Regions from separate parts of the Rattus norvegicus genome. Here all the other regions are linked to region 2. A link is a contact called in public Hi-C data. All regions are on one chromosome and are shown on one strand. Each heading gives the region's core, a stretch centred on a gene start, on an enhancer-like site or on the middle of the called end of the contact. The rest is flanking DNA. Distances are from core to core; before and after follow the strand shown.

Region 1 (2,986 bases), core at 476-2,975, 130 kb after region 2:
AACGCACAATTTGCTAGTGAACATGATTCGCGTGTTCTGGGATTGATAACAGATACAGAAGATCAGAACAGACCCGGTCGCTGCTGTGCGTGTAGTTTTCAGGCGAGGAAATGCGGAGGACCCACTTTATAATTTATTGAAGGCACTGCACCGCAGTTCCGGGCTGTGCTCGCTTCTGGTGTGCCTTTCTCTGGTTTCCAGGATGGTTTTCAATTGGGAGACTCCTTCTTGCCCCCAAACTGTGCTTGGGGGGTGGGGGGGAGTTCAATTCTTAATTCATCTCTTCATTCACTGTTTTATCCGGGAGGCTGCGGTCAAGTTTGGAAACCAAATTTATGCAGAGAGTGATTGTGACATACTAGCTGGAGGATTTGAAACTCGAAGGCGGGTGGGGGGAAGTGAGGGGGTGGACACGATACGGGACATGCTACACCCCAACTTCCCTGGGGAACCAGGAATTCCCAGTCCGTTTTGATCGCTTGAAATTGTCATAGTTTAGTTTACAGGTATTTCTGAGGAATCATTTTAGGTGCCTGTAAGTTTAGGTAGAATACTCAAATACAGCCGGAATCGAGTGTCTCTCAAGATGGAAAAAGGACCCACTGGCTATTGTCTGACCTCCCCTGGGCCTGATTGACTAGTAGAAATTGCATCTCCATGGGAACAGATAAATGTCTGCTTTTCATGTCAGGAAATAACCAGCTCGGCCCTCAGAGCTTCACCAACCTAGCACTTTATTCCGGCGGCAGTGAGCGGAGTCTCCCTTTTCATGTTCGGCCAAATTATCTGCTAGAATCTCCTTTCAAGCCTAAGGAGGGGGAAAAACACAGGAGGGAGGAGGGAGGGAGGGAGGGAGAGAGGGAGAGAGGGAGAGAGGGAGAGAGGGAGAGAGAGAGAGAGAGAGAGAGAGAGAGAGAGAGAGAGAGAGAGAGAGATCCCCTCCCCCTTCTGCATGGAGTTAATTACTGTATTTTCCTCGGGGAGATCGAGGGAGAAGACACGCCACTAAAATAACACACAAATGCAGGCAATCATGCTGTATCTGCCTGTTTAATACCTGTGGGTAATTTTTAAAAAAGGAGGCCGGCCGGCAGAGTACCAAGGCAACCCTGCGAGGCTGGTCCTAGGACCCACGAGGTTTTGTTGTTTGTTTATTGCTGCACTGGGACTTGGCGGTGGAGTTTTAGGCAAGTGGACAGCAACTGATTCATGCCGGGCTCTGAGAAGTAGGGTGAATGGGAATCGTGGGAGAACTCCCCGGCGAGCCTCAGATTATCAGCCTCCCGCCCCCATCCCCAACCCCGAGCCTCCAACATCTGCCATTTTGACTCCTGTCTCTCGTGCGCTGCTCCCTGCCAGCCACTTTGGAGGATAGGCTGAAAAGAGAGCCGAGGCTTTCTCTATCCAGGTTCTAGACATTACGGCTTCCGTGCTCGGTTAAAAATACCACCAGAAGCAACATTTTTTTTTTCTGATGATACTGCAAGATTTCCAACCCACCTTTCTGCGTCAGAGCGAGAGGGAACGAAAAAGAATCATCAAAAGGAACAGAGCAGAGGCGGGCTCTCTCCCGCACAAGGACAAACTCTTAGGGAAAAGATAGCCTAGACTGATGGCTATCTAAAACCGGCACCAGAGCACGTGCGGGCTCTCTCTTTATTGGAATCTATTTACCCTCTCCTGTTATTGTGTCTTCTGTCACTGAGACTGTCTGTGGTTTGTTTCTCTCTTCTTCCTCCGCACCTCCACCCAGACAGCCAGCAAGTCTGAGCAGATGACTGAACACTAGTGAGCTGCAACTCCCCTCCCCCGCCTTCGAAGACTCCAGGTGAAAGAAGCCGGCAGGAATTTGAAGAAGGGGCAAACTGGGCTCCGTCCCAGCGCACTCCTAGATCTGGAAGCCCAGTGGTCTTTATCTGGCCCAGATGCTCCGGATGCAGAGAAGGAATGTACCCATCCCCTGTGTGAACACTGCGTCCATTGTACTCTGCCCGGTTGATAGATGCCTGGGTAATTGGCGTGTAACCTACTCTATTAACAGTACAGACAGATATGTGAGCTAGCTGAATCCCTCCAACATATGCCTGGCGTTAGCCAAAGGAGTTTACCATTCTGCCAACATCTCGGCCACTCGGCACATAATTAGGTTTAAGGACCCTATCCCTCTGCTGGGGAATCAATAAATAATGGGGGGATTTTAGCACTTTCTCTGACTAAGAAGTGAGGAGGTCGTGGTAGTCACAGTCCAGCACTGACAGAGGGCAGTGTTGACCGTGTGGGGGTGGGGGTGGTGGAAGGTTTGAGGCCACCGAGAGAGAGTAAGGCTACACGTGCTCTCATGTCTGGAAATTTTAAAATTGGGGGCGTGTCTTTATTCAGCTCTCGCAGCTCGAGGTGAGTGTATAGAGAATAAGGGAGGATATTTGTCACATCCTGCTGGATGACCGTGTCTTAAAGGAGAGCGGGCAACCGTCAACCGAGATACAGAAAGAGGCCATTTAGGATGCATGCGTCTGCATTCTGCAAGCCTCTTTTGCCTCCACACATGTGCCACGGCAGGGCAGGACCACGCCCGTGTTCACACACATACACACACACACACACACACACACACACACACACACACACACACAGAGCCAAGCAATGTAATAAAAAGAGAAAGCGCGTAAGAAAGGCTAGGAGGGGGGTTGGGGATTTAGCTCAGCGGTAGAGCACTTGCCTAGCAAACGCAAGGCCCTGGGTTCGGTCCCCAGCTCCGAAAAAAAAGAAAAAAAAAAAAAAAAGAAAGAAAGGTTAGGAGGGAGAGAAGGAAACAAGGGGAGGAGGAGGAGGAAAGGGAGGAAGAAGAGGAGGAAAAGGAGAAAAAGAAGAGGAGGAAGATGAGGAGGAGGAGGAAAAGGAAGAGGAGGAGGAAGAAGATGAGGAGGAAGAAGATGAGGAGGAGGGCAAGAGGAGGGAAGGAGGAAATGAAGACTAGTGGGTAAAA
Region 2 (2,724 bases), core at 71-2,570:
TGGAGGAAGAAAGGCGGTATAGCCATGTGGCCTGCCTGCCAGCTCGCTGACTGCATTCTAGGGTTCAAATACAGACCAGAAGTGGCTTCCTTTAAGCTAAACTTGCTTCCTGGGTCCTCAGGACCTGATTTGGAAATCACTGTGTGTTCCTTGCTGGGTTCAGAGCCCCCATGTCCCGTGCTCCGCTCCGTGTCATTCCGTGCTAGAAGGTTTTGCTGGAAAGATTGGGGGTGGAGTGTTAAAAGCACCTTGGGAAAACTAGAAGAAGTGGCCACACTACCCAGTCCCACCAAGTCGCCACCAATGAGACCAGCCTGCTGACAGTTCCTTTGTCTGCAAAGCCCTGGGGGCGACGCCTGCTGTGACCTTTTGCCAGCCTCTGGGCCAGCGCGGTGTGTAGAGGAAGTTGGCCAGTTTCACCTTACAGGGCACCAGCTCCTTCGGCTGAGATGAGAGAAGTTTCCAGGCAGGATAGGGAGGTGCAGAAGCAGTGGGGAGTGACTGACTCGGGCCACCAGGCAATAACACCCTCCCGCTTCCGGAAGGCAAACACAGGTTGGGGTGGGGGAGGGGCTCTCTGAGAGAAGCCCTGCAAAGCCCCTCCCGGGCTTTTATTCCTGGTCCTAACCCCTCCTGGGCAAAAAAAGTGGGTGCGCTTAACAAAATTGTGGTTTTGCTTTTGTTTTTGTTGAGGCCAGGAAATTTAAGCCACAAACTCAATGATTCATTGCAGGGACCCTAAACCCAGCTGTAGTTTTAAGAAGCAAGTTTTGCGCTTTCGTGCGAAAGTTGTGTGTTTTCAGTCGCAATCCTGTCTCTGATGCCGCCTTCACTAACTGCCCCAGCAAGACACTCCCCAAATCCGCACAGAAAGTCCACGGGAGTCAGAGGGGTTAGGGGCTGAAAGCTGGGCCCCACAGAGCCCAACCAACCTCTGGCAGGTCGAGTGAGGAGCAAACCTGACAGGCAGCAAAACATTCTGGAATACTGTCCCCAAAGAAATTCAAATTAAGACGTGCGGGAGGAGAGGGACAAAGGTGCCCGATTGTCACCATGAGTCTTTAACGATTCGCTGATTTATTTGTAGGTGCTCAGGGAAGTGTCTCCTCTCCCTTGCCAAGAAGACGTGTCTTTTCCAAGAATGGAGCTAGTGAGACGAAATGTCCGGCATTGTGCGTGCAAGTTACACACACATACACACACACACACACACACACACACACACACCCCACACACACTCATGTGCACACACATGCATGCACATTCCCAAGGATGCCTTCCAGTTCCTGGTGACAGAAACTGTTTGCCTCATATCCATAAGAGAATTCACTCAAAGGAGCAGTTGTTCCCAGCAGCCTGAGGCCACTCCTGGATTCATCCTCTGGGGAATGAGCCACAAACCCTGAGAGCTGCCAAAAGCTGGGAGGGGAAAGAGAAAGCCAGAGAGAATACTGGTTTTGTTTGTAGCTTGTAGCTCGTTAAACACAGGTATATTTCTCTCTCTCTCCCCCTACCTTCCTCTCGTCTCTCCTCTCCCCCTCCCCCTCCAATCCCTACCTCCAAGCATCATGTAAACAGTCCAGATACACTGGGGGGACAGTCTAACAGCCCCCACAGGGCAGTAGGGGTCTCATTAGATTTAAGAAGCCGTACCCCTCTGGCTCCCCTCAAAGATCCAAAAGAAGTCTAGGTGCCCCCATCCAGGATATGCAGGTGTGGTCTCTTCTGTCCCATAGCCCCAGGCTAGTCTTTGGCCTGAAGCTATAAACCAGAGCTTGAGATGTAACTCAGAGGTACAGTACCGACCCAGCACAAACGAGGCCTGTGTTCCATTTCCAGCACTGCAGGGTGGAGGGGCTTCAGCATGGTCATTAGCACAAGTGGGAGAGAAAATCCCTCCTACCCACCTACCTGGGAGGAAGGAGAGGGAAGGGGCAGCAGTTACCCACTTTCCCACGGTGCAAACCCCGAGATTAGGGATGGGCTGCTGGCGGGGCTCGGTTTTAACCACTCTCTATGTCCTCTTCAGAGCCCTAAGTAAGCTGTTTGGCACAGTGTGTAGAGTCCGTGTTTGTCCCTGGTCAGGACTGTGTTTACTCTATGGAAAGTGAGTCCCCTGAAAATGACCGCCTGTTAGCAACAAGGGGGAAAAAATGACAGCAAGCAACTTCCAAACAAACATTGATTATTGATTGAGTCTTTAATGTAGGCAGACACTAGCCAGGGAGCGCTTCTCCCGGGTTGGACTTTTTTTTTTCCTTGCTTCTGTATGGCCACCCATAATGCTACCTCTCACTCCTCTAAACCCTGGGGCCTCTAACTTGCCAGGCAGAAGCGAACCACATGATTTAACAGAAACCAGGATAGAGGTCACGCTGCCTGACAGGATCTCACGCACAGCCTTCCTGATGCATTATCCAATTTACAGCTGTGTCCCCCGCCCCCTCCACGCTTCGTCCCCCGCCCCCTGCACTGAATTTAAGTGCTTCCTTACACTTCCTTAGGAGCTGATTGGCAGGAATCTGTATGCATTAGTTTCAGATTTCCAAATAGGTGCTTCCTGACAAAATGGCCCCAGCTGGCAACTATTGCCTTTGAAGGATCTCACGTCTTGAGAGTGACAAATGTCATTCAAGCGCCTTTTATATAATCCGACCATATGGGGGCGCCCAGGAACTGGGTTCTGCAGGCTGACCAAGCGGCTTTGGCCTACCCAGGAAATTG
Region 3 (2,828 bases), core at 174-2,673, 230 kb after region 2:
GAGTACTGTAGCAGGTGCTCTGGTGCCTTTATGTTTCCTTGGGCCAAATTCAAAAACTTTGTAGAAGAAAGAGGCAGGACTATTTCAAATAAACCCTCTCTGTGCTGTGAAGGACACTGAGGTTTTTAGGGATTAAATCTTCAAGAGTGGAAATCAGAGTCCACAGAGTAGCTAAGCCACTCCCTTCTCCCTGGCCAGTGGAAGGTGGAGACAGACAGGTAGGAAGTGGATTTTGTGAAGGAGGAATGAGCCATACAGAGTTAGGTCCGAGGAGGCCTGTTAGAAAGAAATGTGGACACGGGGAAGTCAGTGGCCTCTGCATCTGGTAGGTCGTTGACCCTTTGAAACCCAACCCTGCCTGGCAGCATCTGGTACCCGAAACCTCAGGGTCCTGGGCCAAGGACCTAATGCAAGGAAAAGTTCCTGAGTCTGCTGAGGCTTTGGACCAGTCTCATTTTGTTAGATCCATTTTCGTAACTTCTTTCTTTTGAGACAAGGACTCGTAGCTCTGGCTATGTAGACCAGGCTAGCTTTGAAATTTCAGCTCCAGCTGCCTCCTCCTCGTGAGTGCTGAGATTGCAGGCATGCGTTTGTGCTTTGCCATGTTTGTGCTTTTGCAAACTCCTGTAGTCACTGTAGGAGACACGCATGCATCTTGGGGGCATCTGACTGAGACAGCAGAGTTGTGACAATTTTATCCTAAAGCTGTCTTGGCCTGTCCGTTTTTGAGACGGTTGTACGTTGTGTACGTTGACAAGGCTTGCTTTGACCTCACTATGTAGCCCAGGCTGGCCAGCCTGTCGTTGCCGTTTCCTGTTCACACTTGGCATTTATATTTCAGTAGGCAGAGCTCTGGCTTAAAGGTCTCCTGACTGGCTGCAGTTCTGCTCACTTAGTAAGTCTACCCACTGGGAAGTGTGCTAGTGAGGAAATTAAGAAGCATGTTCAGCAGGATGTTATGGATTAGTCAAAGGGTAGGCAGTTGGGTCCCTTTTTGTGGAAAAGATCATGTGACTCATGGGCCAAACCCTGTTCCTGAGCCTTCTTCACTGAGGCGTGTTTTTTCCTTTCAGATTTTGGAAGTCCCTTGTCTTCACATTGCCGGGATCAACGTCTTGCTCAACTGAGCCACTCACCCAGTGGAGATGGACAGAACTGTTGCCCTCATGCTGACTCACGTCTGAATCACAGCCCAGGGCAGCCTGGATGCCTTGTTTGTGCAAAGACCCACCTCTATCACTGAGCTTCCCCCAAGCTCTGGAATATACACATCCCTCTGAACTTAGAGTTGCTCTAATTTTGACGCCCAGGGCTTCTGGAGGTTTGAGTGGTGATATCTCACAAGTGTCCTTATTCTAACTCCAGAGATCCTTAGCAGACAGCTGGATCGTCCATCCACTCAGACCTGAAGTGGCCGGCAGCATGCCGACGCAATCCCTCCTCGTGTACATGGACGGGCCGGAAGTCCTTGGCAGTTCTCTAGGTACCCAGATGGAGGTGGATGATGCTGTGCCCATGAAGGGACCGGCTGTGGTCCCCTTCCGAGCTGCGCAGGAGAAGAGCTTGGCCACAGCTGAGGGACACATGCCCCTGGACTGCATGTTCTGCAGCCAGGTCTTCTCTCACGCGGAAGATCTCAATCAGCATGTGCTCCTGCAGCACCGGCCCACCCTCTGTGAGCCGGCTGTGCTGCGTGTGGAGGCCGAGTATTTAAGCCCCCTGGACAAAGGTCAGGTGCCCACGGAACCACCAAAGGAGAAGAGCAGCAAAGAAATGGAAGAGCTGAGCTGTGATGTATGCGGACAGACATTCCCAGTGGCTTTTGATGTTGAGAGCCACATGAAGAAACATAAGGACTCCTTCACGTATGGGTGCAGCATGTGCGGGAGGAGATTCAAGGAGCCGTGGTTCCTGAAGAACCACATGCGGACACACAATGGCAAGTCTGGCACCAGAAGCAAGCTGCAGCAGGGCACGGAGAGTCCAGTCACCATCAACGATGTGGTCCAGGCACATGCCCCTGGGAACATCTCCACTCCCTACAAGATCTGCATGGTCTGTGGCTTCCTCTTCCCAAATAAGCAGAGCCTCATTGAGCACAGCAAGGTTCATGCCAAAGAAACTGTTCCTAGTGCCAGCAGCACAGCCCCTGATGGCCACCAAGAGGAACCCACATCCCCGAGGGAAGAGCTGCTGCAGTTTTTGAACTTGAGACCCAGATCAACTGCAGAGAGTACAGTGAAGCCCATGACCTCTATACCTCAGCTTGACCCATTCACCACCTACCAGGCATGGCAGTTGGCTACCAAAGGCAAAGTGGCCGTTGCCCAAGAAGAGGTGAAAGAGTCAGGCCAAGAAGGAAGCACGGACAACGATGATTCGTGTTCAGAGAAAGAGGAACTTGGAGAAATATGGGTTGGGGGTAAGGTGGAAGGTTCTGGAAAGTCCAAGACAAATAGAAGCAGTTGTTCAGGTCTCTCCCAAGACAAAGATAAGTCTAGACATGGTAACAGTGAAGTGCCTTCAGGGGACGCTGACTCCAAGTTGCCCGGCAGCAAGGAGAAGCCCACACACTGTTCGGAGTGCAGTAAAGCGTTCAGGACATACCACCAGCTGGTCCTGCACTCGAGGGTGCACAGAAAGGACAGGAGGGCTGATGCCCCATCACCCACCATGGCTGGGGATGCCAGGCAGCCTGGGACCTGCTCCCCAGAACTCCGCACCACTCTGGAAGAGAGTGGGGCCGGGGACCGAGAAGGAGGCTCTGAAGATGGGTCTGAGGATGGGCTCCCTGAAGGGCTCCATTTGGGTGAGTACTCTGCTGCCTC

What was found. A called contact is a pair of places that touch in the nucleus more often than the background predicts.
Region 1: a contact with region 2 is called in a Hi-C map of the Rat2 cell line, with 5 times the contacts expected there. The contact joins two enhancer-like sites. A contact is called at or near these places in 2 of 12 Hi-C or Micro-C datasets (the Rat2 cell line and Schwann cells).
Region 3: a contact with region 2 is called in a Hi-C map of frontal cortex, with 5 times the contacts expected there. The contact joins the promoter of Zfp217 here to the enhancer-like site in region 2. A contact is called at or near these places in 7 of 12 Hi-C or Micro-C datasets (the Rat2 cell line, Schwann cells, frontal cortex and 3 more) and 1 of 1 datasets of contacts at active chromatin or transcription factors (oligodendrocytes).

What each region holds. Positions count from the first base shown.
Region 1 is chr3:179,421,125-179,424,110 of GRCr8, reverse strand. No RefSeq gene overlaps it. Among named protein-coding and RNA genes, the nearest start is that of Zfp217, 100 kb to the right of the region's middle. Within about 2 kb of position 1,725, at least 35 of the 93 cell types and tissues checked have an H3K27ac peak or open chromatin away from gene starts, as enhancers often do.
Region 2 is chr3:179,551,132-179,553,855 of GRCr8, reverse strand. No RefSeq gene overlaps it. Among named protein-coding and RNA genes, the nearest start is that of Bcas1, 85 kb to the left of the region's middle. Within about 2 kb of position 1,320, at least 8 of the 93 cell types and tissues checked have an H3K27ac peak or open chromatin away from gene starts, as enhancers often do.
Region 3 is chr3:179,320,288-179,323,115 of GRCr8, reverse strand. It overlaps Zfp217 (zinc finger protein 217), which reads left to right and starts at 1,423. Exons shown (of 5, transcript NM_001107813.1): 1 at 1,423-2,809. The coding sequence starts at 1,423.